Regions from separate parts of the Mus musculus genome. Here region 2 is linked to region 1. A link is a contact called in public HiCAR-type data. All regions are on one chromosome and are shown on one strand. Each heading gives the region's core, a stretch centred on a gene start, on an enhancer-like site or on the middle of the called end of the contact. The rest is flanking DNA. Distances are from core to core; before and after follow the strand shown.

What was found. HiCAR-type assays count read pairs that join an accessible place to other places.
Region 2: a contact with region 1 is called in a HiCAR-type map of astrocytes, with 4 times the contacts expected there. The contact joins the enhancer-like site here to the promoter of 4933402D24Rik in region 1. A contact is called at or near these places in 2 of 39 promoter capture datasets (embryonic stem cells and pre-B cells), 1 of 484 Hi-C or Micro-C datasets (brain), 2 of 115 datasets of contacts at active chromatin or transcription factors (astrocytes and neural progenitor cells) and 1 of 9 other capture datasets (adipose tissue).

What each region holds. Positions count from the first base shown.
Region 1 is chr1:63,767,262-63,774,184 of GRCm38.p6, forward strand. It overlaps 4933402D24Rik (RIKEN cDNA 4933402D24 gene), which reads right to left and starts at 2,006. Exons shown (of 3, transcript NM_001256158.1): 1 at 1,920-2,006; 2 at 1,124-1,281. The coding sequence starts at 1,944.
Region 2 is chr1:63,816,186-63,823,001 of GRCm38.p6, forward strand. No RefSeq gene overlaps it. Among named protein-coding and RNA genes, the nearest start is that of 4933402D24Rik, 50 kb to the left of the region's middle. Within about 2 kb of position 4,621, at least 50 of the 459 cell types and tissues checked have an H3K27ac peak or open chromatin away from gene starts, as enhancers often do. A contact at or near this core is called in astrocytes, brain and neural progenitor cells, where this site is marked.

The DNA of each region.
Region 1 (6,923 bases), core at 756-3,255:
ATTTTAAACAAGTGATTCGATGCACTGGAGGGCTAATATTAGTAAATGAAGTTGATAAAACTCAGTCATAGGCTCTGTGTGTGTGTGTGTGATAGCTTTTCCCTCATGACCTAGTACCTGAGATAATGAGTACAAGAGTAGCAAATGTTTAATTTTTGCTCATGGGTTCAGAGGTTTTAGGCTGCAGTTGGAAGAGTATTTGATGAGTCTGTTTAAGCAGACTGAAGCCCTCCCACTCCTTCAAAATACAACAGCCACTGATTTTTAAGCATTTCCCTTAAAGTTTAAGTAAACAAAACATCCAACTCTGAGAACCATCTTACCCATTTACAGGTGAAGACACCAAGACTCCCACTTTACTATGCCACATAACTCTGAGGAAGTTATTTAAATTCCTAGCTACTACATTCCACATATTATATATATTATAGTCTTGTAGCAATCAGAAGCCAGTTGTTTTCAAGAAAAAGTCTTAATGTTCTTATTTTTATAATAGAATATGAGAGAACTAGCACATTATAAATGGGTGGCCATTTTCATTTTGAAGTGAGTTTTACCTTGGATGAGAAAGGTTGTTTGTCTTTTCTTTCTGTATGTTGATCTATGGGGAGTCAAGGATAGCAGTGCTGTTGGGCCAAGGATGAGGACACCCAGTTTGTAGGCTCTACCTCTACCATGTGAATGGTCCAGACCTTGGTTTTTTCCACTCTATGAAAGATGAAGCTGGAGTAGATAATTTCTAAGACAGGACGTGCTTCCACCTTTAAAAATTCTCAACATAAGCTGCAATTCTCCAACCCATCATCCTAAACCAGGCTTTAAACTTCTGGATGAATAGGCTTCCATCCCAGGACCAAGAATATGCAGTTCCTCTTAAATCAAACTCAACATTAAATTGCACTGCAAACAAAAAGTTTCACACGGTTTGAATGTTGCTGTGTAGAATTTAATGAGCTCCATATGCCTGACCTCTGGAAGGAAATGATGTTGGGAACTGTAGCTGGGGAAGAGGCTAAGGGCATCAGCATCTGCTGTGAGTTACTTGGAGGGAAGGGAACCGACCGCATTTTTGTATCACTGCCAAGCTGGAGAGGTGGAAACGCTTTGCAATCTGTGCGCTCACCTTCTGAGAGCGGGCTGACAGTTTTCCAATGTTTTCCTTGCTCTTCGGGAAGTTGTGGAGGACAGCAGATTCTAACTTCCTTTCTGTAGCTGCAGCAAACATCTCAAGTCTGCGGGGGCAATTGGGTTTCAGGTCCGTGCTGAAGAGAGCAGGCTGTCCTAGGAGACACATGAATGATGTGACTGACCACTAGACTTGTTTGAAAGAATCTGCTATCCCTGCTGGGCCCTTCCTAAAACCCGGGTCTGATAACAGCATCCTTTCTCCTTATTAATATATATACATACATCCTCTCTGCTATACACAGACTGTCAAATTGGACCTGGATGCACTTTGGAAAGGTTCTTTGGTCTTCTATCTTTACCCTCTTGTGCCCCATCTACGGACCCCTCAACAGCATTCAGGTTTCATCTCTCTGGACTTTCTAAGTGCTTTCTCCTCTGCGGTGTCCCTACCATCTGTTTATCACGCAGGATGCTCCTGCACCACACAACTCATTGACCACTTTGCAGGATGCGTCTCCATTCTCCCCTTTGCCCTCTGTGCTTTGTCTTTTCTGTCTCATAACCCTGTTGGAGTGAGGAGGGGGCTGTGCAGTCTGCTCCCAGTCAGTTGGAAAGGTTTTTGTGAATGAGACCTTGTGGGCTCCTTTCCTTTATTTTCTGGGGGCAGAAAACAATCTAATTTCAGTAAATGTTGGTTAAATGAAGACAGGAAAGAAGGAAGCTAGGGCCAGAAATTCTTCAGGGCAACGCAAGAGCCTGTCTCTTAAGGCTTCTTGGATTCCTCTGGTTACCTCGTCTAAAATAATTCATGTCCATCAGCTGTTCTGCGGCACATCCTTTCTGAAGACTATTGTCTAATGGTAGGAGACAGTTAGTGTTCTACTGACCATAGGGGGTTGCTATGAAACAGAACAGAACAGAGAGCATCAGCAGATTCCTCATCTTCTCACAATGCTGCTGTGTGCCCTGTACAGACGACACCGAAAGACTCTTCTCTTAGAGATGTGCTGCACAAAGTCATTTTCTGTGTCACTCGTTGCAAACAGACAGTTCTCTCCAATTGGAGAGGCAACCATTTATGTCTTTTGTCATAGAGTAGGATTCCATTCATATTTTTGTTCCTACATTCATTTCAGAGGGTTTCTCAAGACCTGAACTATTTTTTGGCAAACTATCACTTTTCTTCCTGGTACTAGACTCAGAGAATAAAGGCCATTTATGCTTTTTTTTTTTAATTATTAAGAGTTGTATCAAAATTGAAAATCAGAATTCTGCGTTGTCATATTTTCATGAGACATGGCAGTATTCAAACACATTGTCTCATGTGATTTTTGCAACAGACTTGTGACATGAACGAGGCAAATATCAGAGGTAGAAAAATCAGAGGTAGAAGGTGACATGATACTGTGGGTGGGTGACTCCCCTCTCAATCCCAGTCATCTTAAGTGAGGAGGACCACTAGCCGTGCAGAACAGCATGGTTTGGGTTACCTTTGCAAGTGTTTAAATCCCGAGTCAGGCAAACCATGTTGGGTGCTGCCTGCTTCCCGTTGTCATGTTCTTCATGCGTGATAGGATTGAGGGAGGAAAACAAGAAGGACTGACCATTCTTTTAGTGACCGTTTTAATGTAGAATCACAGCTGAATTTACTTGGAGGGGGGAGGCCGGTTGTAAGATTATTGTTTTTCTTCTTTTTGTTTTAAACTGAGACTATCTGTCCCCTTTCATCATTTTCAGAGAACTGCTAGGGCAGACGTTGGGAAGGAATATAGCAAGTCCATTTGTTAGAATACCTGGACCCTCCTCAGAAAAGGTGAGGGTGATCAGTATGTTAAGAGCTCAGTTAAAAACAGGGAACATTAAAAGCAGGTAAACTGGGGGTTCCCTGTGAACACGTGCCTTCGTTAGAAAAATGGAATTTGAGGCTCTAAAACACAGCCTGTTTCCAAGTAATTGCTGAGTTCCCCCAAATCTTGTTTAACATATTGCTGGGATAATGCATATGAGATGGTTAAAAATGGAAGGGAGAAAAAAAAATTCCCCAACACCCTTAGAGGAATTTGCAATTCATAAAGTTACTGCCAATTTTGCATTATAGTTGCCATGGCAGCCGTGCTAGGCTGCTGCTCAAACATTCCTCAGAAGGGGAAGGAATAGTATATAATAAGCTCTTCAAGTGTAATTTTTTATTGTAGTTGAATTAGTGTGTAATTCTCGTGTGAGCAGCCCAGTAATCCGTGAATGCGCACTCTAGCAACGATGCCGATTTCTTATCTCTGCGTGCTTATGCAATCTATGAAAAAGTTGCTGCCTGCTCCCAGTGCTTGCTAATTAATTATTAAAAAATAACAAAAAAAGCATTAGTGGCAATTAATTAATTACAAAAGCAAAAGCACAAACAATAAAAACAGCATTTTGAACATGACTCCAAGGGCCTGGCCAGCTTGTTAAATGGAACTGCTTTCAGCCAAGCTTCAAGGCTGAGTTTTGTGTCTCACCCTGCTCCTTCCATGTTTGCGAAGTAGCCATCAGAGCCAGTTGTTAGACCAAAATAATGCTTTATTTTTGTCGTCTACATAGGGAGCGTTTTTGAAAAAAAAAAACCTAAATTTTCTTTGCTCAGCTTCTGGGGAGTGAGTCTAACAGGTTGCACCATCCAGGTCTGAAACAAAGGCAGTTTTGGCTTCAGTGCCCTATACCCCAGGCCTGTATTTCACTGAGGGAGAGACACTGTAGACAAGTCATTTTTATTAGTTTGTTTTGCATTGTGACAAAGTAGCTAAGGATGGGTAGTTTAGAAAGAAACCAGGTTTATTTAGCCATAGTTTTAAAAACTGAAATCCTAAACAACACAGTGGCAGCCCTGGAGTGGCACCTCTGGCTACATTGCAACATGGCAGTGGCTATCACGTGGAAAGGACATGTAAATGGGAAAACTCACATAGTGAGACAGGAAGCCAAAGAGAAGGAAGGGCTGGGCTCTCTGACGATTATCTTATAGACCCATATTCATCTCCTTAGTGACCCAATCAGCTTACAGAAGACCCCACCTCTTTTAAACATTCCATTACCTCCCCAACCTTGAGCTTCCAATGAGGAGCCCTTAGGGGACATACTCAAGACATATCCAGACAATAGCACTATGGTGGTTTGAATAGGTTTGGCTCCCATAGACACATGTGTTTTGAATGTGTGACCCATGGGGAGTGGCACTATTTGAGGATGTGGTCTTATAGGAGGAAGTATGTCACTGTGGGGTGAGTTTTGAGGTCTCTACACTCAAACTATTCCCAGTGTGGAAAGAGAGCCTCCTCCTAACTGCTTTCGGAAGACATAGTCTCCTTTTGCTGACTTTGTATCAAGATGGATAACTCTCAGCTCCTTCTCCAGCACCATGTCTGCCTGCACACTACAGTGCTTCTCAGAATAATGGACTAAACCTCTGAAACTGTAAGCCAGCCCCAATTAAATGTTGTCCTTTATAAGAGTTGCCTTGGTCATGGTATCTCTTCACAGCAATAAAACCCTAACTAAGAAGCGTCTGTGGACCTTTAAGGTTGAGGTGTCTTCATTTGTATAAATCGAATGATCAGGGCTTTGTGGCAGTGCTTACTAGAGTCAGAGACAAGTGGATAGAAATAGCCTAAAGTTAGCATGGTGTTTTTATTTCCTATTGTTTTCAAATTACTACAAAGTGGCTCAAAACGTACATTTATTATTGTACAGAGCTAGAATCAGAAGTTCAATGTGACTCTAACCAGGTTCAAATTAAGAAGTGGATGGGCAATGCTGTCTTCTGTGGGATCTCAGAGAATCCAAGTTTTGTGGTTGGCTTTTTCAGCTACTGGAGTTTCCATGCATCCCTTGGATTGAGCTTCCTCCCTCCCTCTTCAAACCTCGCAATGTCCAATAGACTCTCTTGCATCACTCAGCTTACTTTGACACTGACTTTTCTGCCTCTCTCTTCTACTTATAAGGATGCCTATGATGAGACTGCACCCTCCCTGATAAGCCAAGGAAATCACTCTTTCTTTTTTTTTTTTTCAAGCTGGAGTAGCCATTTTATTTATTTTTTTTTTTAAATTAGTTATTTTCCTCATTTACATTTTCAATGCTATCCCAAAGGTCCCCCATACCCACCCCCCCAATCCCCTACCCACCCACTCCCCCTTTTTGGCCCTGGCGTTCCCCTGTACTGGGGCATATAAAGTTTGCAAGTCCAAAGGGCCTCTCTTTCCAGTGATGGCTGACTAGGCCATCTTTTGATACATATGCAGCTAGAGACAAGAGCTCCAGGGTACTGGTTAGTTCATATTGTTGTTCCACATATAGGGTTGCAGTTCCCTATAGCTCCTTGGGTAATTTCTCTAGCTCCTCCATTAGGGGCCGTGTGACCCATCCAATAGCTGACTGTGATCATCCACTTCTGTGTTTGCTAGGCCCCGGCATAGTCTCACAAGAGAGAGCTATAACTGGGTCCTTTCAGCAAAATCTTGCTAGTGTATGCAATGGTGTCAGCATTTGGAAGCTGATTATGGGATGGATCCCTGCATATGGCAGTCACTAGATGGCCCATCCTTTCGTCACAGCTCCAAATTTTGTCTCTGTAACTCCTTCTATGGGTGTTTTGTTCCCATTTCTAAGAAAGGGTAAAGTGTCCACACTTTGGTCTTCGTTCTTCTTGAATTTCATGCGTTTGGCAAGTTGTATCTTATATCTTGGGTATCCTAAGTTTCTGGGCTATTATCCACTTATCAGTGAGTACATATTGTGCAAGTTCCTTTGTGATTGGGTTACTTCACTCAGGATGATACCCTCCAGGTCCATCCATTTGCCTAGGAATTTCATAAATTCATTTTTTTAAGGTCAAATCTAAGTGGATTAAGGAACTCCACATAAAACCAAAGACACTGAAACTTATAGAGGAGAAAGTAGGGAAAAGCCTCGAAGATATGGATACAGGGGAAAAATTCCTGAATAGAACAGCAATGGCTTGTGCTGTAAGATCAAGAATCGATAAATGGGACCTCATAAAATTGCAAAGCTTCTGCAAAGCAAAAGACACCGTCAATAAGACAAAAAGGCCACCAACAGATTGGGAAAGGATCTTTACCTATCCCAAATCGGATAGGGGACTAATATCCAATATATATAAAGAACTCAAGAAGATGGACTCCAGAAAATCAAATAACCCCATTAAAAATGGGGCTCAGAGCTGAACAAAGAATTCTCACCTGAGGAATACCGAATGGCAGAGAAACACCTGAAAAAATGTTCAACATCCTTAATCATCAGGGAAATGCAAATCAAAACAACACTGAGATTCCACTTCACTCCAGTCAGAATGGCTAAGATCAAAAACTCAGGTGACAGCAGATGTTGGCGAGGATGTGGAGAAAGGGGAACACTCCTCCATTGTTGGTGGGATTGCAAGCTTGTACAACCACTCTGGAAATCAGTCTGGTGGTTCCTCAGAAAATTGAACATAGTACTACCGGAGGATCCCGCAATACCTCTCCTGGGCATATATCCAGAAGATGTCCCAACCGGTAAGAAGAACACATGCTCCACTATGTTCATAGCAGCCTTGTTTATAATAGCCAGAAGCTGGAAAGAACCCAGATGCCCCTCAACAGAGGAATGGATACAGAAAATGTGATACATTTACACAATGGAATACTACTCAGCTATTAAAAGAAATCACTCTTTTATTTATTTATTTATTTATTTATTTATTTATTTATTTATTTATTTATTATATGTAAGTACACTGTAGCTGTCTTCAGACACTCCAG
Region 2 (6,816 bases), core at 3,371-5,870, 52 kb after region 1:
GTTTTAGAACCTTTAATAATTAAAAAGAACCACAGTAGTAGACATTTACATATAAGAAGAGGATACAGGAGAGATGGACATGTAGGACAGTGGTTCTCAGTGGGGTGGGTTTTGACTTCAGGGAACACTTAGCAATATCTAAACACATGCTTCTATATCCCAGTTTGGAGCAGTGGCCCTCAGAAGTGGGAGTTCTACCAACCACCTGACTGTGTCACCATGCAGCAGTCTGAGGAAGTGTCTGAGGTAAAAAAAGTCTGAGACTCAGCAGAACATCTTGAGGACACAGCACCTCATGATCTGGTGAAAGAAGAAAAGAACAAAAGAAAGAAAGGGAGGGAGGGAGGGAGGGAGAGAGAGAGAGAGAGAGAGAGAGATAGAGAGAGAGAGAGAGAGAGAGAGAGAGAGAGAGAGAAGCCAGGTGGTGGTGATACAGGTGGGAGGCAGAGGCAGGTAAATCTATGAGTTTGAGGCGAGCCTGGTCTACAGAGCAAGTTCCAGGACAGCCAGGGTTACACAGAGAAACCCTGCCCCAGAAAAACATACAAACAAACAAACAAACAAAATACCACCACCAAAACCAAAACCAAAACCAACTAAACACCATCAACAACAAAACAAAATCTATATTAGCCCCTGAAGTACTGAATTTTGAGTTTATTGTTCCTTTGCTTCTCTTTATGCTTGATTCCATGTGTATGCATGCTTAAAAACACATTCATTTTTTTGCATATTTTAAAACTTCGTAAAAATGCAATCTTTTGGATTTTATTTTATGTGTGGTTTTAATTATCAACTTGACGCAATCTATAGTCACCTGGAAAGAGCATCTCCTTGCGGGATTATTTAGATTGGGAAGGCCTGTGGGTGTGTCTTTGAGGGGAATATCTTGACTATGCTGAGATTGGATGACCCTCTCTCTGTTCCTGGCATTTTTGCTAGCCAAGGACCCCGAACCACAGAAGTGTAGAGAATGCACAAAAGGCACCAGGATGTGTGTATTAGTATGTTGCTCTCTGATTCTTAACTACACATGTGATATGACTCACCTTCTATAGGTCCTGTCCTTGTGACTTTCCTGAAATGAGGAACTGAAAGGTAAACAAGCCCTTTATCTGGAAGCTGCTCACGTCAGGGTGTTTGATCACAGACACAGACAAGGAACAAACATCTCTGTTATCAATTTTGTCATCCATGTGGGAATATTGAAGCCATGGTCCATTTGGTTCATTTGGTTCACTCTTTTCCAGTATGATATGATATTAATTATATCATTTCATTGAGTGAATGTAGCATTTTTTTTCTATTATGGGGAGTTTAAGATATACATTTTTACATACATGTGTTTTGGGGGCTTTTAAAAAACTCTAGTGGAAACTGGAAGAAACATGAGACACTCTCATCAGTTGTGTTCTGGCACTCCATAGTCTTGATAATGCTAATATAGAGTCCGACTCTATGATTTCTGCCTGTCTGGTGATTTTCAATGTGATTTTTATTTATGGTTTCAATTTGTACTCCATCAATTTTAAATAAAGAGAATACTATATATGCTTATTGGCTCTTCGTGTTTCCCCTTCACAGAAATGTTTATTTATACTTTTTGTCCATTAAATTATCCTTTTCATTTTTATGAGTTGCTAAGCATTCTACCTAATTTCCTTTTTATGGTAGGAATTGCAACTACATCCCACTAATTAGGGATTACTTTCACCTGACAAATACTACTTCTTAATAGTGAAGAGATGGCTCAGTGGTTTTTTAATGCTTGCTGCTCTTGTAGGGGACCCAAGTTCAGATTCCAGTTGGTGGTTTAAATCTCTGGTTATAACAGGGATTTGAAGCTTTCTTCTGGCCCTGGTGGCAACAGCACTCACAGACAGATGTATACAGACACATAACTAAATATTTTTTAAAAGAAGCCTATTATTACAGCCTAAAGAATCAATTCTAAAATGTTTTAAAATCATATTGAAACTATTATTTCCTAAGGCACTATCAAAAAGTTCTATTTGAAACTTTAATTTCAATACATTAGACAGTTAAGTTATTTTGCAAGGGGTATCATTTTATATTTTCAATATATCTAGCTAATTTTCAAGCACTACTTATTTAAATTCTTGTCATTTTCACTAATATGTGAAGTCCCATTATTAATATATTCATGTGTCCAGGCACCCTCTGGACTCCTTTTGTTGTATTGTTCTTACACCAATGTCACATAGTTTTTGTGATCAGCCCCCAGTGACTGCTGAGACATGTTATTTTAATAATAATAATAATAATAATAATAATAAATTGTTTCTACTATTGTCAACCTCAGACTTCAATATAAACTCTATCATTGCCTTATTAAGATCCATGGAAAATGTGGTTAAGAATTTGATTGGAGGGGCTGGAGAGATGGCTTAGCAGCTAAGAGCACTGGCTACTCTTCAAGAGGTCCTGAGTTCAATTCCCAGTACCCACATGTCAGGTCACAACTGTCTGTAACTATAGGACCATGGAATCAGATGCCCTTTTCTGGTGTGCAGACATACATATATACACAAAACACTCATATACATTAATCAATAAATTATATATATACATATGTACATATGTATATATATATATAAGTCAGTGTGATTCCAATCAAATTCTAAGATGAATTTATTGATGCTATTATATCACATAAGAAAGAACAAACTGTGTTAAATGTTTCCCAGTGGTAACTTTTCTATTTCTGCCCCTTCCTCTGTGTCTTTTAGCTACCATTCCTGTATAAATAGCCATAAGCTTTAGTTGTCTCTACATAGTCAAACCAAGTTAAAGTACACATTCTTCATGTGGCATTCTGACTGCTAACAGATTCTATATTAGGAGTTTGACATCCTCTCAAATAGTGTACATATAGATTCCCATTTTCCTTGGGAGGAAGTCAATGCTGAATACAAACATGTATTTGTGTGATTGTATTTGTGTTTGTGATTCTCAGAAGACTCAAGAACACTCTTCTTTATTTTTATTTTTATTTTTATTTTTGATGATTGATTTTTTTATTAAGGCATTTTTTATTAGATATTTTCTTCATTTACATTTCAAATGCTATCCCCAAATCCCCCTATACCCTCCCTGTGCCCTGCTCCCCAACCCACCCACTCCTGCTTCCTGGCCCCGGCATTAGCAACACTCTTCTAAGTGTTCCTGGTTACCCATCCTCTTGAGTAGAGTTGTCCACATTGACTTAATACATAAATGCTACACATGAGAAATATTCCTATGCTCTATTTTAGACTGTATATTGCTGATGACAGGACAAACAGGGATTATCATATTTAGTGAAGTACAGGGAAATAAATGTGACCACTAATTAGGGCCCAGCTTATGGTGCTGTTACAGAGAACAATTTGTGAGCTTAAATTCTATTCAATATCGTGATCACATATATCATTAAGGGAAGATGATGGCTGAGCTGGGCTCTTTGTTAGTCCGTAAAATGAAAACATTCTCTAAAAGTTAAAACCTCCTATCTGCTGACAGGCACTAATGGCTCTGGGGCTGACGTGTTAGCTTAGTTCAAGTATTTCATAGATGATTAGAGTTAATGAGCAAAGTGTAAGCAGGACTCGACTTAATGAATGTGCTAATTGTTTTTCTTGCTGCAAATATTAGTGCTTCTTTTAACCATAATATACAGAAGATTAGGAGCCAATTCATTATACTTTGTCTAATGAGTTATATTTATACGATATAATGGCATTGTTAAATTCACACAGTACCCTTCTTAATATTCACAGCACTTTACTAGCGTGTGCTATTTTAAGCTCAAAGCAGTCCTTTGTCAGTCGGGAAGGCAGGAATAACTGTGCCTATTTTACCCTGCTTGTTATGAGCCCAGACTCTGAATTCACACTGCCTCGGTTGGAGAACCAGCTCAGCTTGCCTACCAACTGTGTGACCTCTGAAAAGCTCCTGAACTCTCCGTGTCTCCATTGTCTCACTCGCAGAGAAGGTGGGGCTGGTAGCCGTGTTGTGGACTATTGAAGGATTTGGTGAATTGAAGCCTGTGAAGCATTTAAACTCTTCCTGGGAACAGCCTAGCCCTATAAGCATATAGGCATTATTTTCGATTACAGACATCCTTCTGTTCTCCATTCCCCATATAGCACCCAGAACACTCTTTGAAGACTGAGAGACCCTCAGATCCCCTGGCTGTTTGAAACACCTGGGCACATCCTGTAGCAAGGGAAATGAAATCCATATATTGACTTGGGCAAGTGTAATCTGGCCCCACTTAATCCTAAAAGTTACCTCTTTTACCCATTCCTGGATCTGATCTGTTTCTCCAACAGCCATAGCTCATTCCTGGCTCTGACTCCCCTATCTCTCAGGAGCCTCTCAGTCATTGTGGCAGCTGAAGGTAGATTCTGGAACACAGGCCTCGTCTCACTTGTACTTGGCTCTTGCCTCTCCTCCCCCTGCCCCCACCCCTCACCCCCAGCTCTGTTAAATAAAAAGTGTGAGTTCTTGTGAACCCCAGGGCTAAGGCCACATTAACTATCAGCTTGTTTTACTCCATTTTGTTCACAGCACATAGCACACAGATAGAAGCAGCTGTGTGCACAGGAGCTCTGATCTGAATACATTTGTAGTGGTGCCTGTCTCAGACTTTCCCCAGCTTTTACGGTGACTCTCATATGCTCACTTAGCCAATAGTTCTTCCAAGTTCAGTGCGTTCCAGGGTTGCCTCTGGGTGTTTTGATTCACCAGTAGGAAGAATCTCTTGGGGTGCTGATATTCAGGTTGGAACAACATTCAGCTCCTGGAAGCTTAGTGAGGAGAGTTGTGGGTATTACAAACAGCAGGTGCCAATCTTCTGTACCGAGGAAACAGCTGCAGAGCTTATTTGAGTGACTGGTGGTGGGGTGGGGGTTGGAATGGCTCAACTAGGGCTGGTGAGCAGGAAAGCATTTAAGTTGATACCAAAGAAGAGTAAGGGTCTGATCAGGCATCTCTCTCTCTCTCTCTCTCTCTCTCATTTTTGTACTAGGGAGAGCAGGTTACAGTCTGGGCTCAGCGCAGGGCTGCAGGGAAGGGGTGAGGATGAACTCTGTGGGGCTTTGTGCAGGGGAGGGACACAATGTGGAGGGAACAGGGATGTCACAGTAAGAGGCATTCTGTCCTTTTGCTGTCTTCTGGGAGTACCCTCAAGTGTTCTATTTAAAGCACGTTGTCATCTATCAAACAAATGAATTATCCTTAGGTGTCCAGTAGGCATTGGCTACAGGACCCCCACAGATAACAAATCAAGCCCCTTATATGAAGTAGCCTGCTGTTTCCATATAGCCAGCGGCATCCTCTCATGTCCAGGTTACTCATAATGCTGGGTACAACATAAACCTACTTAAACAGAATGTACGGTTTAGGGAACAATGACAAGAATGGCCTCTAAATATTCAGTACAGATGCACTTTGAGAAATATTTTCAAGCTGCAGTTGGTTGAATCTGTGACTGTGGAATTAAGAGATACAGAGGGCCATCAACTGTAAGGTGTCTCCTTTAATTCCCAACTTGGAAGGAAATTTTCCAAGCTCACAGTGCCTGCCTAGATAGCAGCTGAGACATTTCTTGTGAAGTATAATTCCATGTTCTGTGTCACTCATTCACTGACCCAACCCAGCTGAGGACCAGGATGGACAGAAGGCAGGCTGGCCAGCACTTAGTGGCCCTGCTCTGCCAAGCAAGGTTAACGATGGCTAAGAAATTACTCATAGTAAGCTTTATCATTTGTCATAGCCACAATAGCAGATGATAGCACTACTGGAAGTTGCTGCAGAGAAAATTGTCCCAATCCTTCAGAAGTCATGAGAGAAGAGTTATGAATTAGAGTCAGAAGTGAGAAGAATGTATTAGCAAGCATGAAACCCGAACACTACCCTGAACACACTGGTCAAGAGAAGCAGTGACCGAGGCAGAGATGAGGACCTCCAGCCTGGTGGAGTTTGGTCATTGGATGGTGTGATATGCATCACTGTCACCCACTTGAAGCTGTTTTGAGCAAGGCTTGGGTGAACTGCTGTTCCTGGGCTCTTTCTCATGTTGGTTTAACTTCTTCCCTACCCATCAGTACTTGGAGTAGACCAATACTTGGCCAAAGGCAAGGCTGACCACTGTACACCATTTAGCAATATCTTGCTTACAAGAATTCTTCTACATCTTCAGACATATGTCTGAATCATTCAACAGTGCTTTGTCATAGTTTCACTCTGGTTAGATGCTCTCATCTGCAGCAGAAACGCCAGTACAGGTTCCCTTTCATAGACAGGCATAACATCAAAACAGGGTAGCAGCCAATGACAGATAGTTACTGTGAAACAGCAAACTGCCCACCTATAGTAGAATTTCTAATTCACTGAATTACGCACTTACGATTTATGAAATTTTGCTGTATGTAGAATGGAATTTAAAACATGTTTTCTAAAGGATGCAGAGATGCATTACTTCTATGCTTGACTTATTAGCAATTCATAACTTTTATGAAAGAATCCCAGACGCTTAGAAGGCATATGAAGGCCTTTCTTCAAGCTCCCTCATAGCCTATTTTATTCCATTATCTCCTAAAATGTAGTAGTTTGGCTCCACTCCACAAAGCAAACTTCAGTATGCCATCTCATGCTATGCTCTTTGCATATATCTGTTCTGAGGATCCTCTTGGTCTGAGGGAGCCCCCAATGCTATCACACTGTGAGCATATCACCTCCTCTTGCCTGTGTGATGTATTCCACTAGACTATTTTGTCTGCTTGGCTATTCTGAGCTAGCTCTGAGCCACAA